2 separate regions of the Muntiacus reevesi genome follow, and region 2 is linked to region 1. The links are chromatin contacts, called in public Hi-C maps. All regions are on one chromosome and are shown on one strand. The core of a region is the stretch at or near the end of the contact, and the rest is flanking DNA. Distances in the headings are between cores, read along the strand shown.

What was found. Hi-C and Micro-C count contacts between places; a contact is called where the count stands out from the background.
Region 2: a contact with region 1 is called in a Hi-C map of blood, with 4 times the contacts expected there. The contact joins the promoter of COG3 here to the promoter of NUFIP1 in region 1. A contact is called at or near these places in 2 of 3 Hi-C or Micro-C datasets (blood and muscle).

The regions. Positions count from the first base shown.
Region 1 is chr11:13,965,622-13,970,028 of mMunRee1.1, reverse strand. NUFIP1 (nuclear FMR1 interacting protein 1) reads left to right here and starts at 2,254. Exons shown (of 10, transcript XM_065901888.1): 1 at 2,254-2,707; 2 at 3,711-3,793. The coding sequence starts at 2,302. It overlaps GPALPP1 (GPALPP motifs containing 1), which reads right to left and starts at 2,177. Exons shown (of 9, transcript XM_065901890.1): 1 at 1,993-2,177. The coding sequence starts at 2,080.
Region 2 is chr11:14,386,629-14,391,035 of mMunRee1.1, reverse strand. It overlaps COG3 (component of oligomeric golgi complex 3), which reads right to left and starts at 2,592. Exons shown (of 23, transcript XM_065901999.1): 1 at 1,733-2,592. The coding sequence starts at 1,909.

The DNA.
Region 1 (4,407 bases), core at 1,005-3,504:
GCAAAAGAAAAGGGCAGCAGAGGATGAGATGGTTAGACAGAGTCACTGACTCAATGGACATGAATTTGAGCAAACCCTGGGTGATAGTGGAGGAGAGGGGAGCCTGGCATGCAGCAGTCCACGGCGTCACAAAGAGTTGGACACAACTTAGTGACTGAACAACTACCACCACTGATCCAGCCTTCCTTCTCTGCCTTACCCACACCTTTGCCAGATAGAGAAGTAACTCAATAGCTAATACAACAATCTGACCATCCCCGTAGGTAACCTGTGGTTCTCAGATAGCTCCTCTTGCTCTCTCCTTCTCTTCCTGAAAGAGTGTTGAGTTCCACAGTTTTTGCAACCTTGTCACAGTCAAGAGTCGGACACAACTTAGCGACTGAATGAGAGTAACCAAGGAAGAATGATGTATGAATAAGGGGTTTTGGCTGAGAATGAGACTGATTTAAGTTTTCAGAGATGTGGAAAATCCATGGCGGTCCAGTGGTTAGGACTCCGAATCCATGGTCTCACTGTGGAGGGCCTGGGTTAATTCCTGGTGGTGGAAATAAGATCCCACAAGCTATGAGATGCCTCCCTCCCTTCCCAAAAAACTTTTCAGAAATGGAATAAGGTCCGGCGTGTGACTGCAAATGTAGCTGAGATGAGTGGTATGAAGGTCACTGCAGATGAAGAGAATAAAGTCAGAGTAAGAAAGGCCCAGGTTCCACTCAACTTCCACAAAGCAGTATCTGGATGTTGGGACTTGTCTCGAGAAAACATTTTCACCCCAGTTTTTAAATATGATCTCAGGTGACATTTCCCAGCATTCAGTTTTCTAGAGTATTCAAATAAAATTAATTTGGTCCATCTCAAACCTGTGTGCTAAATAAAAAATTGGGTTAACTCCACTTTTCTTCAATCATTGTTGAAGGGAACTTTCCTTGCTAAAATAAACACTTAATTTTTTAAAAACCACAGTGAAAACAAGATCTGGAAAAAAATCTCTAGGTGGAAACATGGCCTCTGGGTAGTCAACAGTGCAAATTAGATTCAGAAATGGGAGGGTTATTCCTTCAGCTTTACTGTTTTCTAACTTCAGTCAACCCCAGGCTACACATCAGAACAAACATGAAAGGAGATGGATGCTCAGGGAGGGCTCCGAGAATCTTTTTCTTTGGCAAATACGAGGTACCAGTTATGTGTTAGGACTAGAAGATTACTGAGCAATGGGTGGAGACAGCTATATCAACAAATTATTTCAAAAGTGTATTAAATACCTGTTGTATTTAAGTAGGAAAAAACAAAACAAAAAACCCCCCCATGGGTAGAGAGGAGGGCGAGACAGTTTGGAAAGGCTTCACTGAGCTGACGTTGAAGTTAGGGCTCAAAGGATGAGGTAGGAGTTTGTCAGGTATGTCAAAAAGGGCAGGGCAAAGCCCGAAGCAGCCTAGGAAACTGAAGAGCTGCGCAGACACTTGGACCGGTTTGAGCGCTGAACTGTTCTGTCAGATGAAATGACAGGATGAGAGGGGCAGGAAGGCTGGCCGGGGGCTTGAGGGCAAAGATTCTGCAAGATCCAAGGGCATTCATTGTACGTCAGAAGGCAAGACAGCACAGAGGTTCGGAGCACGGGCTTCGCTCTAAATAGGGCTCTGCCACTTAACGAGCGATTCGGCATGGGCAACAGCCCGAGTCTCAGTGTCCCCATCCGTATCACCGAAGAATAGTTACCTTACGCAGTGGCCAGGAGGGTTAAAGGACTGAAATGCGTATCGACGGTTTAGCTGAGGGTGCAGTCCATTAAGCGCTAAGTGCGGATACTTCATCGTGATAACGGTTATAGGCCAAAGCTAGTTTCTGCAGCCCCTACGACTCCGCTTGGGAAGGAGAGTTAGTTCGGACCCGGCCGCGCCCACTCGCCAGGCGTCCGCCCTCCCAGGCGTCGGGACCAGGGCCAGGCCAGAGACTGGGCGGGAGGGGCTGGCGGGAGGGTAACTCGTCGCCGCTTACCGGGGCTGGAGTCCCGCTCCTCGTCCTCCGCCGACCCGCCGGCCTTGAAGCCGGGCGGCAGGGCCGGCCCAATCAGATCCCTCGCCATCCGCGGGGTCAGACACTGCAGGCGTACACAAGTGTCTCCAAGCCGAGTCAGAACTCCACGACGGGCAGCCCGCGAGCCGCCGAACGCGAGGGAAGCTCTTCCGGCGCCGGCCGATGACATTTCAGCTTGTGATTGGTTGAGCTTTGCTATTGGCGGTAACGGAAGTGACGCCTAAGCTTGCTGCGCTCTCGCACGCCGGGTTTACTACCAGGCGGGTGGCGATGGGCGAGCCGGTTGGTGGTGCCGTGCCTCCCGCCGGGTGGTTCCCAGCCCCCGAGCTGACACCCACGCTGGGGCCTCTAAGCGACCGAGCCTCGCGGCCGAACAACTGGATGCCGTGGGCGATGCCGCCGCCGCCGCCGCCTTCGTCGCTTCCCGCAGCAGGGTCCGAGCCTGCCTTAGAAGCACAGCCCCGCGCGGAAGCCCGCACTTTCCCCGGGGCACCTCCCCCCTTCGACGCCCACATTCTTCCCGGGGCGCAGCCCCCCTTTGACGCCCAGTCCCCCCTCGATTCTCAGCCTCAACTCAACGGCCAGCCTTCCTGGAATTTCCAGGCGTCAGCGTCACGGTACTGGACGCAGTCTCCTGGTGGTTTTCCTTGGCATCAGCAGCCCCATAGCACTCCAGGTAGGTTGTTAGCGCCTTTCCGTACCACCCCTTATCTTTCTTTTCCATCCCTACTTCCTCCTCCTCTTCCACCCTTCTTCTCCTCTCTTCTTCTGATACTGCTTTGCTCTCTTGGAGTCTGGTCGTTAATGTCTCACAGTTTGTTCCACAGTTACGATTTCCCGACTTGTTCATTTAGTTCAGCAATTATTTGGTTGATTCCAACTATGAGCCAGGACGTGAGGGTACAGCAGTGAGCAAAACATTCAGAAATCCTTATCTTAGGCCTTGACATCTCCTGGGGTAAGATGACAGAGACAATAAACAAAATAAAGCAGTGTCTATTAGAAGGCAGTGAGTGCTGTGGAGAGAGAAGGCAGAGTCACAGTTTTAAATGTCAGTGTCAGTCATGAGTAAGGTCACATTGGAGCAGAGACTTAAGGGAGGTGAGGGATCAGTTGTTACTGTTTAGTAGCTAAGTCATGTCTGACTCTCTGCGGCGCCATGGACTGTAGCCCCCCAGGCTCATCTGTCCATGGGATTCGCCAGGCATGAATACTGGACTGGGGTGCCATTTCCTTCTCCAGGGGATCTTCCTGATGCAAGGTGGATGCAGGGATGGAACCCGAGTCTCTTGCAGTGCATGTGTCTGGGGCTTAGCCATGCAGGCAGAGAGACTTGTAAGTGCAGAGGCCTTGAGGCAGGAACTGTGTGTGAATCACTATTCTTCCTAGAAAGGGTGAGAGTGAAAGTGGCTCAGTCCTGTCGGACTCTTTGTAACCCCATGGATTGTAGCCTGACAGGGTCCTCTGTCCCTGGAATTCTCCAAGCAAGAGTTCTGAATTGGGTTGCCATTCCCTTCTGCAGGGGATCTTCCTGACCCAGGGATCAAACCTGGGTCTCCGCATTGCAGGAGGATTCTAGTGGGCTGCCACTATTGTAACTCAAGTATTTATGACATGCTCTAGCAAAATATTAAATAATCGTACAGTTTTTAACATTTATGAATCTTTTTGTTTTCCAGTTAAACATACTTATTTTCCACGAAAGCATGATGCAAGGGTCAATGACTTCAGTGTCTCTCCCAGAAGAAAACAGAAAAAAAAGGTATTTTAAAAGATGTTCTAAAATGTAACACTTTGGTCCCTATGTCAGTGCTTCATATCTCATCTGTCGTAACTGTCTATGTTTTGCGTTCATCATTGACACACCATAGCTTTGCTGTAAAAGAATCTTTAAGGGTCTTGGCTGTAAGTAAAAACTTTAAGCAAAGTCTTCTTGTGAAAAAATGGAGAAACTGTAGAAAAGGAAAACAGTCAGTCTATTTACATACAGTATCAGGAGTAAATATGGGCAATTATGATTACAGATAAATGTAAATGTTATTGAATTTCAATGAAGTAAAAGATATATATTTATACATAATATATATATTTATTTTATTAGCAGGTTGGGAGGGGAAGGATGAAATGAAAAGTTTTTGTGTGTTTTCAACCCTTGATTATGTTCAGAAACTGAGCCTTAAAATAGATTTCCTTTATTCTGATGTAGCTTAACAGTCTGGTCTTTCGACTTTCAAGATGTATAAATAATGTCATTAGAATAAATTGAATAAGATCTACATCATGAAATTACTACCCTTCATTTTGGTATCAAAACTGTGTTGCTGATATTTACAAAATACTGTGAATGTGTAATATATCTAATAACATAATCTCAAC
Region 2 (4,407 bases), core at 1,343-3,842, 420 kb before region 1:
CTCTAATGAGTTCCAGGATGGGTAAATGACAGGCTGGTACCTGATTCTCACAGGAATCCAACACAAACACTGCACACACCAGAAGACCTTCACTGAACCTCTGATCTGGTCACACTCTACCTACCCAGGACTTTACATTGCCTTTTCCTCCAGCTAGAAGATTACTTTTCTTGTCTTTACAACGCTGGCTTCTTGTTTTCCAACGTGAGTTCTCTACTTAGTCAATTTCTTAGAAAGGCCTTCCATCTTATCTGAAAGGGCATACCTCATTCTTTGGTGTCATACCATCCTGTTTTATTTTCTCTATATCCTGGACCACCATTTGAACTTACCTTCTTAGCTCTTTTTTTACATATTCATGATCACCATGTCAGCTCCATGAGGCAGGGATCTTGTCTTTCTTATCTTTCCATCCTCAATTCCTGGCCCTCAGTCAGGCACATAATATATGTTAAATGACTGCATGGGGCTAACAGTAGGCATTATATTGCACGAATATCTCATAATAGGATGAAAATGAAGAAATTCCATTTACTTCTCTCCAACCACTTTTCCTCATGCTCAATAGGAAGAATAATAGTTTGTGACCCAAGGCAATAGAAACAAATTGGGTCACTTTTCTTATGGGACACAGTTTGCCAAAGATACTGTGAAGTCCAAGCATACTGCTTTGGTAACAGGCCAGATCCAACTATAAACAGACTGAAATATTTACAGAGCAAACAACTTCTATTCCCCGAGCATAAAAGGTTTTGATGGCAACGTCAAAGCAAATTTCTACCTACTTCTTCATTTATTTTAAATCCACTTTCAGCACAGACTTATACAGGTGGACAGAGAAACCCAAGAAAGAACACCTGTATTTTACTGCAAAGGATGAGGCAGTGTAAGTGAGAACTTTCGAACCGAAGTTCTTACCCTCTAAAAGCTTAAATCGCTAACTCCACCTGCCTTTGGACACCAACGTGTGAAAACAAGGCTTTCAACATCAAAAGTAACTATGGGTGCAAATAAAATGACCTTCTAAACCTGGCCCCCAAACCAGAAAAAGTTTGTCAAACATCTGACAACTCATGAAACATACTTCTTGATATTATAATTAATTGAATTGAATCACACAGGCAGTAAAATGCACAGCATCCCAAAATGGTACTTATAATTAGAAACGTTGACACTAAAGCCGAAAACCAGCATTATCTAATAATAATGTACTGACCTAGCTTCCAAAGAGAAACATTTTTATAAATATAAACACAACCGGCACTTGATTTGAGAGCTCAACAGATCAACGTGCGATGAATGAAAACTGTCACCGGGGGCTAACTCTGGTCTTCCCCAGGCGCCCCTAGGGAAAAAGGAAGCCAGGTTATTCATTAAGGTGGCAAACGACCACCACCAGGAGGCTGTCCTGAAAGCGAAGCACTTCGGGTTCGCCGCGCTCTCCTTCCGGGAGAGTGTGGGCGGCAGGACCGGGCCTCGGTGACCCCAGGGACACCCGGGGCGAGACACCCGGGGCAAAGCTCCCGGCCAACCGGCCCGGGCCGCAGGGGGAGCGCCGGCGGTCCCGGGCAGCGAGAGGCCTGACAGCCCGGGAAAGGGAGCAGCCTCGCCCACCGGAGCCGTCCCCGCGCCCGGGAAGGAGGGCAGAGACCCGGGGCGGGGGTCTACAGGGCGGTATGTCGGGGGACGCGGCCACGGAGCTGACCCAGCCCGGCTCCCGCCGTCGCCTCACCTCGGCCGGCACGGGCAGGGCCTCGGCAGCCGCCTTCAGCGCCAGCACCGAGTCCGTCTGCCGGTCGGTCAGCGGAGCCGTCGTGTCCGCTCTCCCATCCCACAGAGCCAGCTTCTCCCGAGCGTCGCGCTCCGCCGCCGCCTCTGGCAGCGACAGCAGCAGAGCCGCCTCCGCCATCGCCGCCTCCCCCGCGGCCCGCAGCAGCAGCGGGGAGGTGGGGACCCCGAGAGAGACACAGAGAGGCCCAGGGCCACTTCCGGGAGCGCTGAGGCTTCCAGCGCGGCACCGGCGGCGGGGCGGGGCAAGCCAGAACACCCTGACTCCGGAAGCGATTCCCTCCCCTGCGTGAGCGGGACTGAGTCCTGGACCGACGTGGCTTTCGACGGGGTACAAGTATTTCCGGTTGGGATGTAGACCGAGAGGACGAAGGCTTTAGGCCCTAACGGAACTAGACTTGCCCCTACCGGAAGTCCCTGCCTCAACATCAATAACTTTATTGTTACGTGTCGTTATTGACAACTGTGCTCCGTGACCCTGCCGGCAGGGGCATTACTGAGCTCCAGGATCTGCTGCCTCTCTCAGCTCACAGCACCGTAATTTGGGTTAGGTCTGTAGATTGCGATTTCCGTGTTGACGTGTTGAGTTACCACAACTTTTCCAACATTCAAAATTCCGCTGTTAGAGACCTAATTTATGAAAACATAAAAACTCAAAGGCTTACGTATATCAGACATCATGCATGCTAAGTCGCTTCAGTCGTGTCCGACTCTTTGCAACCCCATAGATTGTAGCCTGCCAGGCTCCTCTGTCCATGGGGAGTCTCCAGGCAGAATACTGGAGTGGGTTGCCGGGTCCTTCTCCAATATCAGGCATCATAAATAGTATCAAATAACCACTCAAATGTCAGGCATTGAAGAACTGGATCAATAATTCACGACACAGATGTGTAACTGGAAAGCTGTTCTGCCATTTATATCATGTAGATTTCAGCAACAAAATAAATAATGATACTATTTGACCATAACCTTTGGAATAAAATAAATACCTGAGTTCACACTGATATGAATAAATAAATAGGGAAGAAAAAAACTCCACTTTACTAAAGAATTTCCACAAATAAATGTAGAAAGACCAAGGGGAAAAAAATCATTAAGGATATCACAGCAATAATTAAAAAGCAGGGGAAAATCTAGGGATGCTAAAATTAGTGGGTCAAAGTTTGAGGAGATACAGAAATTTGCATAGTATCAAGGGATCTCTCAAAGATATTTATTAATGGGGGGAGGTGAGGATGACTGTAAACATTACAGTGGAGAAACCTGGAAGACATCCCCTTAACCAAGTGATCAAGGTCAACATCATCACCATGAAACTCCTAATGATAGATCAAGAAGGACACAGTATCACTTTTGTGATATTCTTGCCAGAAATGCAAAACCACATTCTCATTATGAGAAAACATCAAACAAACTCAAATTGACAGACATCCTACAAAACTGCTCACCAGTAGTCTTCAAAAGTGCCAAAGTCAAAAAACAAAAAAAAGTCAAAGTCATAAATGAGAAGGAAGACTGAGGAATTATTACATTTAGGGGATGAGAGAGACTTGACAAGTAGATGCAATATGGGAGCCTGGATTGGATCTTGGGACAAAGAAGGGAAAACTATAGAAAAAAATAAGCACTATGGTTTAGATAACAGTAGTGTACCAAAGTAATTTCTCAGCTTTGATTGCTGTATATGATGTGGTTATGTAAGATGGTAACACAAGGTGAAACTGGGTGAAGGGCACATCTGAACTCTGTAGCACTTCTGCAGTTTTCTAAAGTCTAAAATGGCATCACCAACACAATGGACATGGGTTTGGGTGGACTCTGGGAGTTGGTGGTGGACAGGGAGGCCTGGCATGCTGCAGTTCATGGGGTCGCAAAGAGTCAGACACAACTGAGCGACTGAACTGAACTGAAAATTATATCAAAGTCAAGAGTTAAAACTTTCCTGGTGGTCTAGCAGTTAAAATTCCATACTTACCATATCCTACCTGCCACAGCTAACACCCACTGCAACCAAATAAATATATTAATATTTTAAAGAGTTAAAATTCTTGTAGCAAATGTGTATCTCTTTGGAGAAATGATAAAACTGAGAATAAAACAGTGTATCATACTGTTGACCAAAGGAAAAACTCCCAAAATATTCACAGATGGTTAGAGTTATTAATAATTACTTTCTTTTTCTTTTTTTTCAGTGAGTTTTGCATCTAAGTTAAGGGGTTTTTTGTTCGTTTAATTAGTATACCTAAAACACACTTTCTCCTTTCCAGGCCAAGCTGATTACAAAAATATCAGAAATGAAGTTTATCCTGTTGAGTTTTGTGATGATAATTCTTCACCAAATATTATCCTTCAGAGGCCAAATATAAGCATCTTCTCTCACAAATGTGCTTATTCTGCAGATTTTCCTAAACTCGTAATCATGCTTTGTTATTGTTGTTGCTGTTTAGTCACTAAGTTGTGACCAACTCTTTGGACCCGGTGGACTGTAGCCCACCAGGCTCCTCTGTCCATGGGATTCTCCAGGCAAGAATACTGGAGTGGGTTGCAATTTCCTTCTCCAAGGGATCTTCCCGACCCAGGGATTAAACCCAAGGCTCCTACAGGTGGATTCTTTACCGC